2 separate regions of the Oryctolagus cuniculus genome follow, and region 2 is linked to region 1. The links are chromatin contacts, called in public Hi-C maps. All regions are on one chromosome and are shown on one strand. Each heading gives the region's core, a stretch centred on a gene start, on an enhancer-like site or on the middle of the called end of the contact. The rest is flanking DNA. Distances are from core to core; before and after follow the strand shown.

The links. A called contact is a pair of places that touch in the nucleus more often than the background predicts.
Region 2: a contact with region 1 is called in a Hi-C map of an unstated tissue, with 2.0 times the contacts expected there. The contact joins the promoter of TMEM8B here to the promoter of PIGO in region 1. A contact is called at or near these places in 2 of 6 Hi-C or Micro-C datasets (ear pinna and an unstated tissue).

Annotation. Positions count from the first base shown.
Region 1 is chr1:198,058,880-198,066,007 of mOryCun1.1, forward strand. It overlaps PIGO (phosphatidylinositol glycan anchor biosynthesis class O), which reads right to left and starts at 2,889. Exons shown (of 11, transcript XM_051844322.2): 1 at 2,822-2,889; 2 at 1,592-2,103; 3 at 928-1,071; 4 at 632-755; 5 at 215-374; 6 at 1-2. The coding sequence starts at 2,102. STOML2 (stomatin like 2) reads right to left here. Exons shown (of 10, transcript XM_002708008.4): 6 at 7,119-7,128; 7 at 6,821-6,965; 8 at 6,628-6,707; 9 at 6,277-6,405; 10 at 5,556-5,837. The coding sequence ends at 5,700.
Region 2 is chr1:198,729,849-198,736,976 of mOryCun1.1, forward strand. It overlaps TMEM8B (transmembrane protein 8B), which reads left to right and starts at 3,126. Exons shown (of 14, transcript XM_070054173.1): 1 at 3,126-3,190. It overlaps FAM221B (family with sequence similarity 221 member B), which reads right to left and starts at 3,331. Exons shown (of 7, transcript XM_051856683.2): 1 at 2,696-3,331; 2 at 484-1,225; 3 at 190-324. The coding sequence starts at 1,177.

The DNA of each region.
Region 1 (7,128 bases), core at 1,639-4,138:
TCCTAGAGGGAAAGTACAGGGGTCAATGGGTTCATCACAACACTGCAGTCAGTATTTGGGATGGAAGAGACAGAGGTCGAGGTAGGAAATGAGAATGGGATATATCCAGGCTCATGGATCTGGGGGCTTAAAATAAAGGCATGCATTAGGATGCTGCAACCATGACATGGGCTGACCCCCCAGGAGACCAGATGAAGAGCACCCCGGGCCTCACCTCTGGCGGAGTGCTCGGGAAGAGGGCTGTGGGGCTGTACAGAAAGAGTGCAGCCGAGACCTCCAGCTCACTGTCTCCTCCATGGTCGCCACTCACGGTCATCCCATGGTCCCCAGCCACCACCAGCAGTGTGTCATTTTCCAGACGCTCCACAAGTCCCCTTGGGGCCAAGAAATGTATCACAGGTAGCAGACGGATAGACTTTTCCCAGGGGCCCCTCTACCCCCAGCTATGAGTGGCCATAACTCTGATGCCCAAATCTATAAACTGAGATACTCAGATGGAGAGTCCTCTAGATTCACAAAAAGGCGGGAGAAGGCGGAATTCAGCAAGGAGACGGCGAGATAGGGACTTTTTCTTCTTCCACCCTGAGATTGTCAGACACACCCACTCCCCCAGCCAACAGCCCACACTCACTGGATCACCTGGTCCATCTGGCTAAGTTTCTTTGCCATTTCAGGGTGGTGCGGGCCATGCCTGTGGCCACAGTGATCCACACCCAGGAAGTGAGCAATCAGCACATCCCATTCACCACTGTCCACTGCGAAGGGAAAACACTGAGCACGGGGACTAAGGCCCACTCCTCAGCCCCAGCCACGTCCTGACACTCCCCAGGCTGCTGCATGCATGGGAGGCTCAGAGTGTGTGCACTGAAGCAGCCCTCCCTGGCGTTTCTGTTAGGCAGGGACTGAGGGCTCGGGCCCCGTGCTCACTGGTTGGATACAGGTGTTCCAAGATGCCATTGTCCACTGTGTGGAGGTCTCTGGTGTTGAAGGACGGGAAGAAGAAAGCTTGGGAGAAGGCTCCAGGGAAAAGGGCTTTCCAGGTGTCATCTCCCATGAAGACGATACGCCTTCCTGCAGGGGCAGAGCAAGGCAACAGAGGAGAGGAGCACCTTTAACGACCCATCAGAAATCTCTGCCATGCACCCCAAGGCCCTGCCATTCCATCCTGTAACTCCTTCTCCTTCAGAGCCCAACATTTTCAAGAAGTTCTCCATGTAACCCTACTCCATCCAGGCCTCTCACTGCCCGTTCCTACCAATCACCCTGTCGGTCCTCCATGCCCGAGTATCTCGGTGGATGTTTTTTCTGAGTGTGCCCCTTTTTCAAGGTCAGTGAGCTCTGCTTCTCTTCCCCACACTGTCAGCTGAGGCCCCATCCTCACTTCCCTCTTTCTTGCCCCTCTACTGAGTTCTCAAGAGTAAAATCCACATCGCATGCAGATTAAAAGCTTCACAAGGAGAAAGGGCAGATCAGGGCCCCTCTCCTTTGTCTCCCAAGTTGAGCTCCCTACACACAAGGCCCTGCACCCAAAGTTCTGGCTCCCTGACTTCTGAAGCAATTTGCCAAGATTTCCAAAGGGGCCCAGACTGACCTGCACTGTTGAGTTGCTTAATGAGATTGTCTTCTACTATGGCGTGACTAGCAAAGTTGCTGCCGGCATCGACAAAAGTGGGCAGTGAGCCGGTGGTGAGGGCCTTGAGGCGCTGCATGGTGGTGGTGGGTGGATCCACCTGCGCTCGGTAGAGGCGTGCACGGTGAGGCTCAGTCTCCAGGATCCTCTGCAAAGAACCTAGTTTGCCCAGAAAGGGCAGGGAGGCAGGAGGCTCCCCAGACCCATGGGAGCGCTGAGGCTGGGCAAAGTCAAATCGCAGAGCGTCTATCAGCACCAACACGACCCGGGAGAACTGGGCCGCCATCCAGCAGGCCCCGGGCTGTCCTCGATGCCCCCATGGCAGGGACCCAGGACCTGGGGGCTCCTGGCAGCTGCTATGGTTAGTGAGCTCCAAACGGGTGAGCAGGAAGCCACTGGTGAAGAGGGCAATGCCAGCGTAGAAGAGGAGGCAGACCCAGGCCAGGAAGAGCAGCACTGAGACCTTCTGCATCCTGGTAGGGGAAGAAGAGGGAATTCATCACGGCAGGGCAAACACTCAGTAGCTACTCTGGTCGCCAACATAATGCCCAGCTAAAACCATTTCTGTTCGAAAGCCTTACTGGAGATAAACAGTCCCACTGCCAAGCCATCGCATCGTTCCTCTCCATCAGTTCCATGAGGTCCCCGGAGCATGGGCCTCAATCTGGAGCCGCTGTTAAAGACCAGCCCAGATCGACTCCGTCAGGGACACAGGAATGTGCACATATGCATCAGGAGAGCCTACTGCCGAAAGCACACGGTCGCGAGGAGAACTTACTCCAAGCGATAGACCGCTCTCCGCAGGCTTTCCCAGCGTCTCTCTCGCTACTCTCAACACCCCTGCGGCGGCCAGGACTCGCAGTCGCCAAGAATCCAGGTCCGGCCGACCGCGCCGCCTGGCGGGGACCAAAGGGACGAAGGGGAGGAGTCATGCTCCGCTTCCCAGCGGCCAGGAGACCAGAGGCAAGACCTCCCTTGCACCACGGGGCAGGGGCGCAGGTGGAGAGTCGGTCAGGCATCACTGGGAGCTGGGTGGCAGGCGGCTCTGCCTCTTCCGAGGGATTCCTGGCCTCCGCCTGGACGCTCTGGCCCCGGTGCTAGGTACCTGTGGCTGCGAGCAGGGCCCAGGGGCGTTGCACCCCTACTTCGGGACAGGGGAGCGTTAGGGGTTCTGAGCAGCCCCCGGCTCACCTGCACCGGCGCCCGGAAGTGCGACAGCGGCGCCCAGGGCCTGGCACCACCGAGCTGAGGGCGGCAGACAGAGCGGCCCACCGGGAGCCCCAGCGCCATCTGCCGGCACCTCGGTGGAAATTTGGCGAGGCTCATTGGGCTTGGCAAGTTTGTTGGGAGATTTCATAATTTAGGAGAATTAGCGGGCAAGGCACTAAGTTCAGGAAAGAGTTCGGGGAGCTACCGTCCTTTCGTGGTTAAATCCAAAAGCACAGAGTCTGGAGTCAAACTCGGCTCTCTATCATTATTTGGCATTGCTTAGTAAAATGAAAATAAGACTTTTCTCTCTTTGCTTAGCTAACTCCTATTGATAAGGTTTCATCACTCCTCCTCTCAAATCAACTAAAGGAATTTTATAACTCAATAATAATAATAATAATAACTCCAAATAACCCAGTTTTAAAATAGGCAAAGGATGTGACTAAACATTTCCTTGAAGATATCCAAATGGCCAGGGGACCCACAGAGCAATGCTCAATAGCACCAGCCATCAGGAAAGTGCTGAAAATACCACTTAAGTCCACCGGGACGGCTATCATTAAAGACAAATAAATACTGGCAAGGGGGTGTTAGAAACCTTCATTTGTGGCTGGGGGATCATAAAAAGAGGGCAGCAGCTTTGGAAAACAGATGAACAGTTTGTCAACAGGCTACACAGTGGTGAACTAGCAGAATCACTCCAAGGTGAAAACCTGTGTCCAAACAAAACTGCACCTGAATGCTCATAGTACTACTGTCCATCACAGCCCAAGGTGCAATCCCAGATGCCCATCACTGACGAATAAACAAAACGGCTTCTCAGTACTATTGAGGAGGGGGCAGGTACGGCTGAGGAAAAGGTGCGTGACACATCCTAAAGTTGGCGGTTCTTCAGCTCTGAATATACTAGAAAGCACTGACTTTGTATTTTTAAATGGAGGAGTTGTGTGGAGCATGCGTGTTAAAAGCCTGGGGGGGGGGTGTCTGACACAGCAGTTAAGATGACACTTTGGACGCTTGGGTTCGAGTCACACAGCTCCACTTCCCATGTCAGCTTCCCACTAATGCACACCCTGGGAGGCAGAAGGCGATGGCTCAGGTACTTAGGTCCTTGTCACCCACACCTGAGACCCAGATTGAGCCTTGGGCTTCTAGCTTTGGTCTGGCCCAGCCCCCACTGTTGCATGCATTTGGAGAGTGAAATCAGTGGACAAGAGATCTTTATCTCCCTGCCAGTCATTTAAAACATAAGTACAAGACTTAAGCTGGCAATATCTTTTTTTTTTTTTTTTAAGATTTATTTATTTGAAAGTCAGTTACATAGAAAGAGGAGAGACAGAAAGAGAGAGGTCTTCTATCTGCTGGTTCACTCCCCAGTTGGCCGCAATGGTCAGAGCTGTGCTGATCTGAAGCCAATAGCCAGGAGCTTCTTCTGGGTCTCCCACACGGGTGCAGGGGCCCAAGGACTTGGGCCATCTACTGCTTTCCCAGGCCACAGCAGAGAGCTGGATTGGAAGTGGAACAGCCAGGTCTCGAACTGGCACCCATATGGGATACCAGGACCGCAGGTGGCGACTTTACCCACTATGCCACAGCGCCAGCCCCTGGCAATGTCTTAAAACCTTTAAAATAAAAGCCTAAATTTTTGCAATGGCCCTACAACTCTACACACTATCCCCCTTTCCCCTGTAATTCATCTTCTAGCTGCCTCTTTGCTTCTTTTATTTATTTATTTGAGAGGTAGAGTTACAGACAGTGGGATGGAGAAACAAAGAGAAAAGTCTTCTGTCCACTGGTTCACTCCCCAGATGACTGCAACGGCCGGCGCTGCGCTGATCCAAAGCCAGGAGCCAGGAGCTTCTTCCAGGTCTCCCACACGGGTGGAGAGGGCCAAGGACTTGGGCCATCTTCTACTGCCTTCCCAGACCATAGCAGGGAGCTGGATGGGAAGAGGAGCAGCCGGGACTAGAACCAGCACCCATATGGGATGCTGGCACTGCACAGCACCGATCCCAGCACTTTGCTTCTTTATCATATCCGTAGTGGTTCCATTGCTCTTCCACTTAAAATTCCCACATGCTCTACCCCAGGAACTCTGCATTTACAGTATCAGTTTCACTCCCAGCTGCCCAAAAGGGTCTTTCCTTCACCTCCTTCATGTCTACCTTCCAGTCTATTGGTGAGGCTTCTTGCAACCCTGCACTCCGTGCCACAGCCCTTCCAGCACACCAGTGGTCATTTGCTACCACCGCTCCCTTACCTGACTGTGGAAGCAGGGGTGGCTGGACCTGCTGCTTTGCTAACTCCAGCGTGCAGCACGGAGGTTGGCTCGTGGCAGACACTAGATGTTTTTGAACAGATGCCCAGGGAATGCCCTCAATCCCTGAAGACCCTGTATGCAGTCAGCAGCTCTCCCCTGCCAGGGCAGCCCTCTTCCGTATGAAATATCCCCTCAACACCTGCCTCACACACACAGCCCCACGCTGGGCAGGAAGGGGACTACACCCCGCACTGGGCAGCTCCATAGTCATGTGGATTGATCGCTCCGCCATTATCACACAGTTCCTCTTGAAGACAAAAAGGGTGCTTTCAGTTTAAATAGAGTTCATGCTCCTAGAAGCATCAGCTCCCAACACCTCACAGGATTGGAGAGTGTAGACATCCAAAGAAAACGCCAGTGACTTTCCCAACATAATCCCCCAATCAAAGAGGACAGTTTCTGGTTTGCTACTGGTGAGTTTATTACATGATTAAAGTTCAAATAAAAAAATAAAAAGCAAACTCGTGGCAGGGAGGCCACAGACAGAATCTGGAAGTGCTGCTCCCCTGCCCCGGGACTCCCTGACCACGCCCAGCTCCACTAACTCAGCTTGACCCGATCAAGTTCCACATCAAGACTTGCATCTGTGCCTTGGACATCTCGGCCGCTGCCACGGGAAACTGAGTCCTGGGCCCCGGATCCCGGGGCTTTGGTGAGGGCCCCGTACACACCCATGGCCTGAGGAGAGGGACAGAGAGAGAGAGCCATGAGATCACCCTGCAGAAGGCACAGCCCAACCTACTAATGGCTGAAAGAAAAAGCTGTGACTAGGACTACTGGGCTTGGTTTGTCTTTTTTCTTCTCTTAAGCCTTAGACATAAGCTTTGGAGTTGATCCCAGGAATCCGTAAGCCATCAGAGTATGATGACCTGGGTACCCTGGCACAGGTATCTGCAAAAACAAAAAAAAAAAAAACAAAAAAAAAAAAACAAAAAAAAAACCACCTCTCAAGAGCACTCTATCTGCAGGGCTGAATGGAGGTGGTGTTCTCTACAGGGAACAAAGGAAGGGCCGGGCCTGGCACTCTGCAGACCAATGGGGTGTGAGTGCTGGTGGTAGTGGGAGGTCTCAGTCCCTGGCACTAGTGCTCCATGCTGGGTCCTCAGAGAGTGCTAACCTGAGCCACCATGCTGGTGACGTCCCCGGGATTGGAAGGCAGCAGGATAGTATTGGAGTCCTTGGCCAGTTTGGAGAATGCGTTGACATACTGCTCGGCCACAGTTAGTGAAGCTGCTGCATCTCCGTTCTGTGGCCACATGGGAGACAGAAACAAAGATTGCACATTTGGAGATGGGGATGATGGAGAAGAGAGAGCAATGGCCTAAACAGAGGGTATGCAGGTCACAACACAAGACATCATGTAATCCGCCTTAATGGAACCCATAAAGGAAAGAATGTCCCCCAAGGGTAGAGGAGAACCCTTTCATGGTCAACTCTTGGCCCACACTGCCACCCAGGGGCCTCTCACATGTTGTGTCAGAGCTGCAGCCAGGATACGAATAGCTTCAGCCTTGGCCTTGGCCTTGGCCAGAACTGCACTGGCCTCTCCTAGAAGAGATGAGACAGAGGCTGACCCACGAAGACCCTAAAATGCCCAGAGTCCCGGTACCACCCTTCAGAGCTCACGCCCTCTCCTCCCTCGGCCTCTGCCGCCTTCTAACCTGCAGCCTGATTGATCTGCTCAGCCTTTTCTGCTTCAGAGGCCAAGATCTGGGCCTGTTTCTTCCCTTCTGCCACATTGATGGCCGACTCTCGGGTCCCTTCCGACTCTAGAACTGTGGCCCGTTTTCGCCGCTCTGCCTCTACCTGCAAGCCCCCAGCAACATGCCTTAACGAGAAGCCAGGGGAAACTTTTACCCACACTTGCAATTATGCCCATCACAACAGGGAAGGGAGCCCAGGTCCGCCCGGGACTGCAGCACCCTGAGGTCCCCTTCCTCACCCTTCTCTGGCCCCCACCTGCATCTGC
Region 2 (7,128 bases), core at 1,876-4,375, 670 kb after region 1:
CAGCCACTCATCCTTACCTGGGCTTTTTTATGAATAGCACCACTGTGGTTTTTCCTGACCTGCCTGCCTACTCCCCTTCCAGATTCTACACAGGTGGCAATGCTGTTTCCACGAGGTTTCCTAGGTCCTGTTGCATTAGAGGATGTCCATGGACTTGTTACAGACCTCAGAAAGGCTCCCTGGGCTCACCTGACTGGATGGCATTCAGGGCTGCATTCTTCTCCCATTGGAAAACATAGTTCACCTGAGTACCAAATTGCTCTCTGTGCATTGTCTTAGCTGCTTCCACCGACTCTGCCTGATTAGCAGGGTCCACAGGGTGGCCTGTGGAACACGGGAAGGAAGGGGCTGTGTAACCGGGAGGAAGTGAGGAGACCCTAAAGCTAAGAGAAAGGACCACGTCTAAGAGTAACTCAGTGCCCTCCTTCTGGGGAAGGTTGAGGACAGTGGGCAGAGAACAGGAGAAAGGGCGTGGACAATTACAGATAACTTCTTTCTTTGCCTTCTTCTTGCCCGTCTGGTGTCCAGGCAGGGCTGTGTGAGCAGTGGCGTCGCTGGTTTCCTCTCCCTCCTCATCTTCTTCGGCATCATCCTTCTGCTTTGCAGATGTGACTGTGTAGAAATGGGCTGAAGGGCCCGGAAGGGAGTGCTTTGGAAGGTGCTCAACTTCAGGGACCTGGGTGGCCCTCCTTGTTCGTGAGATCTCACTGGAAGAAGGCTCAGAGAGGGAACCTTCCTTCAAAACCTCAGAGGAAGACCCAGAGACATGAATGACTGATGAGGGCTGAAAAGAAAGGTGTTTATCTGGGACTTTGGAGATGGGAGTCTCCAGTAGGGTCTCAGAGGTCGGGGTCTTCAAAGGGGCCTCAGAGATGGCCTGTTGTAAAGAGATGTGAGAGATGGCAGGCTCCAAGGGAGATTCAGAAGCATGGGGCTCCAAGGGGGTCTGGGCAGGGGATGGCACCGAAGGGGACTCAGAGTTATGTGACCCTAAGGGGGTCTGGGCAGGGGATGGCACAAAAATGTCTTGAGAGGCCTGAGGCTCTAAAGCAGCCTCAGGGGTGGACGGTTCCAAGGGGGGCGCCTGTAAATCTTCAACAGGGGGGTCTTTTGAAGAGGGGTGCAGTTCTGCATCCATGGTGGTATGAGTCTCTTCTGTGGCCTCGTCTGCTTCCATCTAGTGGTAGAACAGGGTACAGGCTTCATTAGGTTGGGACTCCAGGGCCTGTAAATCGAGGTAGATAGCGCCCAGGGATCACAGTGGGTCACAGAATTAGGGTAAAGTTCTCAGTGTGTCTGAGATACAAGAGGAAAGTGAGATGAGCTCTGGCTTTCAGGATGTGATGCCAGAAGGTTCACTTATACGCACAGACCTCATGGGCATGCCACTGTGGGTGGTTAAGGAGCTGGAACGTAAAGAAAGCAAGGCTGAAGCAGTCAGAATCCCCATTCCCCAGGAGGAATTCAGAACACAGCTACTTGGCCAGTCCAAGAGAAGGGCCTTGGGCATGTCTTAGGACCCTGGAGAAAAGGTTATGGAGGAGTTCCAGAGACTGGGAATACCAAAGGAAAGTTGAGGTTGATCCTTGAGCACACTGGAGACTACCAGGATGCATAAGGTGGCACCCTGCTCACAGCCTGGTTTTACCTACGGACCACACACACACCCATTCGTGTTCAGAGCTTCAGTTACTTCTAGTTGTGTGCCAATAACTTCTACACCCACATTTCCAGCCCAGACCTTTTTAAACTCCTGCATTTCACACTCATAGCCCACTGCCTGCTGGATATTTCTAACTGGACGTCCCAGGGGCATCAAACTGAACGCTGGGAATTAGTGCTTATTTTGAAGTGACAGTCAAGAGCCATATTTCCTGTCTTTTAGATAGTTCCCAAATGCATTCTCTCCTCTCCTTTGCCTCCAATTTTGCTCAACTTCTCATCACCTTTTGCCTGGATTGTATGATAAATTTGCCTTTCTGTTGCCATGCCCAGCATATTAATCCACTCACCAGTTCTCTCATTTATTTATGTCATTCACATTTATACAAAGAGTCTGATCCTACACTCTTACTCAGGCATCATGTTATGTGTTGGACTTGGGTGAGTTTGGGAGAGAGATGGGTTAACTAACAATAACAATACAAATAGGCTGATGTGCTGGGGTGAGCCCAGGTGCTGTGGGAAAGGAATATGCCCAATTTATTCTAGAAGGATGTCTAAAAGAAACAGCCCTCCTTCCCGATCCAATCGAGATCTTTCTAAAATGCAAACCCAGCACAGGACTTGCCTTGTTTAAAAGTATTCAGTGACTCAGCCTTAAAGGGTTAAGTCCAAATTTCTTGACCGTCAAGGCTTCTCGCCATTTGCAACAGTGCTTGAGAATCCTTGCCTTAACTTTCTCTGCTCCCTACTTTTCCCCATGCTCCTGACACTAGATATTTCACTTCTGAAGCTCACCAGACCCCTTCTGAAGGGGAAGTTTGGGAATGGAGGCAGAGGCAGAGGAAGGAAGATGACCAACCTAGAGGGAAAAGTCTTCTGAGAACAGAGAACCAGAGGATCAGAAGAGAAGGGGGAGAGATGGGCGGAGGGAATAGTGGCAGAGGCCTAAGGATGACCCGTGGAGACTGAGAGGGAATTAGATTGAGGGGTGTCAGAGGACAGGAGACATTAGGAGGGGGAAACTACATACCTTTGGCTTGGTTGTTGCAAGTCCTTGGGTCAGGCTCTTGCCTTAGGACCGGAAGGGGAGAGCTGAGGCCTGGGGAGACTCAAGTGTGAATGAGCCAGGCCTGCAGGTGCTGAGCGGTGAACGGTCTGGCCTGGAACTATTTGGGGAGAGGATTTGGGCATCTGCAGAACTTCGCAAAGGCGCTCCTTGGATCCGACTTGGGGAAGGGCAGGAAGGGGCAGTTGTGGTTTAGGGCCGATAGGGGAGGGCCTTGACTGACGCCTTTAGAACCCAGGCTGGGAGAAGAGGTGACGGTCACCGGGGCGACCAGAACGCCCACAGTCTCCATGGCAACAATAGTCTGGTCACTCGGTTGGTGGGTGAGGCCTGATGAGGGAGCTGCATTGGGCCTGGAGGGGGCGAACCCAGAGGGCTCATGTCTGAAAAGGGGGGGAGGGTGGGTTGTGGGATCTCCATAAGCGAGTCTCTGGGGTTGGAGCTGCGAAAAATCTGTGGGTACGCCTGTGGGAAGACTGGGTCTGGGAGGGTCTCCGTAGAGCTCCTGTGAGCCCTCTGTGGGGCGGCCAGCGGGGGCTGTGAGGATTTGAGGAGGGCACTGAGGCTCTGTGTTTGGGGTGGGAAAGACAGGGTCTCAGGTGGCTTGGGACTGGGGCGGAGTCTGTCCGCGAAACCCCGCAGGACGAAGTTAGAGACCAATAAAATAGGGCAGGGGGCGGGCTTCAATGACAGGGACCAATCGAACAGGTCGGGGGCGGAGCGTCACGCCTACGTCAGGCCCAGGCCGCCGCCGCCGCGGGGCCTGGTTATCGCCGGTTCAGCGCAGCCCGGAGTCGCCCAGGCCTGAACTCCCACCCAGGTCCCGAACCCCCGCCCCAGGCCCGCGAGGACACCGGAGGCCACCCCGCAGGGGTGGGGAGCGGAGCCGCGGGTCAGCTCTGCGAGCGCCCCGCGCTGGCCTGTCCGGCCCCGCCCCCGCCCCGGGCCATGGCCCAGCCCTTGTCGCGGCCCCTTGTCCTATCCCAATCTTGGCCTTGGCCTCCGGCCCCGCCTTCGACCCGCGTCCCAAATCGGTCCCAGCCCTGGTCGGGATCCCTGCGAATGCCAAGGTCCGGGTTCCAACCCAGACCCCCTCTCCAGCCCCAGTGCCTGCCGCTGGCCTTCTCCTCATCCCTCCCTCGGCCCTTGTTCCATCCGCTGGCACAAATCCCAGCCCAGCTCCTGTCCCGGCCCGGTGGCCAGTGTTTACTTAAGCCCCTGGCCCAGCCCCAGCCCTCGCTCCCGCCCTTATCACAGCCTCCTCTTCCATCCCACTCCCTGCCCTTGTTCAAGCCCCGGTACGCAGCCCAGCCCAACCCGTTGTGCCAGCCTTTGCCCGCTTCTCTGTGTTTGCCCAAGTCCTTCCCACCGGGCCCCCCTCTCTCTCATACTCTGCCCCTCTCCCAGCCTCGACTCAGGTCTGGGCCCCAGCTCCCGCCAGCCCTATTGCTGCTGTTGCTGTTCTCTGTCCTTGGCCCAGGGGCCGGTGAGTGCAGAAGCAGGCGAGCTTGCCAGCAGGGAGGGGGATCAGGCAGGAGTGGGTGGGCTGGAGAGATTCAGGAGCTGGGGAACCGGATCTCTGGGAGAAGGGGGTGGGGGGAGAGGGAGGAGCGAAGTCTTCCATCCAGGGGGAATTCCACAGACTCAAAAGAAGGGTAATTGGGTTTGAGGCCCAGCAGGTGGCTGATAGACTCCAGGGTTTCTTTCCTGGTGTCTGTTGTGATCCCACTTTAACTCTTTTTTTTCCCTCAGGGAAGTCGTGGCCTTGCGGCCTCTCTCAAAAATACAGTCTAAAGCTTTGCAATATTGGGCATGCATTCAAGCAGGGTTCAGAAAAAACAGTTTAGAAGATAACAGGTAACAGATGGGCATGGATTCGTTGCCATTATAATGAGTTTTCTTCTTGCAGTGGCTCTTGTTTTGAAGAATTTTGGTTTGCCTAGGGAAAATTCCTGATACATTTTACAGCAGAGTGGATGCTCAGAGACCATTTTACAGATGGGGAAACTGAGGCTCAGTGAGCCAGCAGTTTGTTTACAGGTTGTAAGTGGCATTGCTGGGGCTAGAGAAAGGGTGTCTCTGTGTGTGTGTGAGTGTGTGTGTTCCCACTGCAATAGATGCCTAATTGTGAAACAGACCCAAGTGGAGAAACACTCCACGCACAACCTTTCTTCTCCCCAGTCTGCCCACAAGGAGGCTTCATCCACAAACTGTTCCTCGTTGGCCAGGTGTCAGCCTAGGGCCACCCTCCAGGGAGGAAGTGACTTGGATGGGACAGGGAGAGGCCCAACTTCTTGGAATGTGGGAGGAGGAGCGAGTCTTGCTCCAAGGCCCCACCATGAAATGACTGTGGTTTTCACAGCCCCATTCCGCAGCCACCTCTGCAGGTGGCCCTCAGCTAGGATGGAGAAGTGTCTGATGGTCTCTTTGGCAGAAGCAGCTAACAGAGGGGTGGGGCTGGGTTTGGGTGAGCTCCAGGGGCCTGGAGATGAGTGCCCATCGAAGGTCACGGCCCCTGCAGAGGCATCTGGACACTTACATGTCTGTGTGTGTCCGAGGGATCTGTGGAAACACGGGCATGTACAGCATGTGCACTTGCTTGTGTGTTGGTGATTGTGGGCACACGGATATTGTGTGTGAGCCAAGGTATCCTCTGGATGCCTAGGTTATTTTGTGAGGGGAAGGGATATGTCGTGGCCAACACACATTTCACTTCAGCTCAGCCTGTTCCTCAAATGGACGGATCACTGAAGTGTTACCTTCAGAAATGGAGTTTCAAGGTTGAAGGTGGTGTGGGGTGCCTCCAATAGTGTATATGGAAGGTACTTCAAAAAGTCTGTGGGAAAATGGAATTAAAAGGTAAGTTTATTTTGGTGTAAAAAACATTGAAATCATATATGAAGTGTCTTCAAAAATTCATGGAAAGTGTATATTATGAAAAAATGGCAAATATTTCAAAATTTTTTGCACCAAAAGAAACTTATCTTTTAATTCCATCTTCTACAAACTTTCTTAAGTCCTCTGGTACAAGTTCTCCATCTGCAGCCAGCCCTTCTCCTTGAAGGGAGGAGCGGGAGTGGGGGAGTGTGGTGTTAATTACTGCTGCTGGTAGGTTGGGCACTCAGCAGAGGCAGCAGACAATCAGATTTTCAGATTTGGTGAGGAAGAGGCCATATTGTTGAGGCCAGTTCATAGCGTCCATCCTTGCCATCATGGCTTCTTGGCTCATGAGCCCACTGAGCTTGCACTGAGTGCGTGGCTAGGGAAGAGGGTGACTGATAGCCAGAGTACAGGAAACTGAAAGTTGGGGATCAAAGCCGGATTGCCCAGGAGCAGGAGCAGGTGCTCTGGGGAGAATTGCAGTGACTTTGGAAAAGAGCATCGACTAGGCCCAGTGGCTGGCAGGGCTGATGAGAACAGAGCCAGTGCCTTTGAGGGGTGCTCTGTACTTAGTGGCCGTGATAGGTTTGCCCGAGGAGGGGCCAGCAGTGTCATTGGACCATCAGCATACAACTGCACAAATGCTTATTGTTGCCTTGATCTCATTTTAGTTACCTCCTGGATCTCCTGGTTCCATCCCTGATTGTTGGGTCTTTTCTTTGGGCTTATCTGCCCGGTTGATAACCCAGGCATGCCTTTCCATTCCAGGAAATGACCTTTTGTTCTACCTAGTGCTATCAGTAGCTGGGTCTGCCTCAACCTGTGTGTGTGTGTGTGTGTGTGTGTGTGTGTGTGTTTGTAAAGGGGTGGTTTGGATAGTATTAGGGAATCACCGTAACTTCATCATAGCAGTACTGGGGCATTCAGGACAGGTCTGTCTGAACTTGGCCAGGCCTTGTCATGCTTCCCCTGGGACACAGCTGTGGTAGGCCCTGTTCCAACTCCAAGCCAAAGCTTGGGGTGAGGGGGGCCGGGCACTCTTGCTCAAGCATCTGCCCTCAAAACTTCTTCTAGGTTCCTCGCATTGTTCCCAGCTGCCGGCCTCTCCTTTCCCCACTCACCTAGTCTGTGACCTCTAGGTGCTGGCCACCTAGGGCTGGCTTAGCTAGACCCCAGTTCTCCGCGGTGCTATGGATTGCAGGGGTCTTTGTGCTTATCTGCCCCTGTTTCCCAAAGGTCCACAGCTGCTTCTCCCCGAGGGTCTTCACTGAGGGGCCAACCGACGTCCTCCTAGCAGGAGCTGTGGCTGATCAGATGACCCATCCCTGGGACCTACTTTGAGGAGCGCAGCCCTTCGCTAACCCCAGTAGAGGGAGCTCCAGAGCTCGGAATTCTTGTAACCATTGTGTCCAGGCTGTTCTCCTGGCCTTCTGCCTCCCATTGTGATGGTCAGGGCTCTCCGGAAACCTGTCTCCCCCATCTGGTTGGTTCCTTTTCCCTTCATCCTTCTTGGGTGT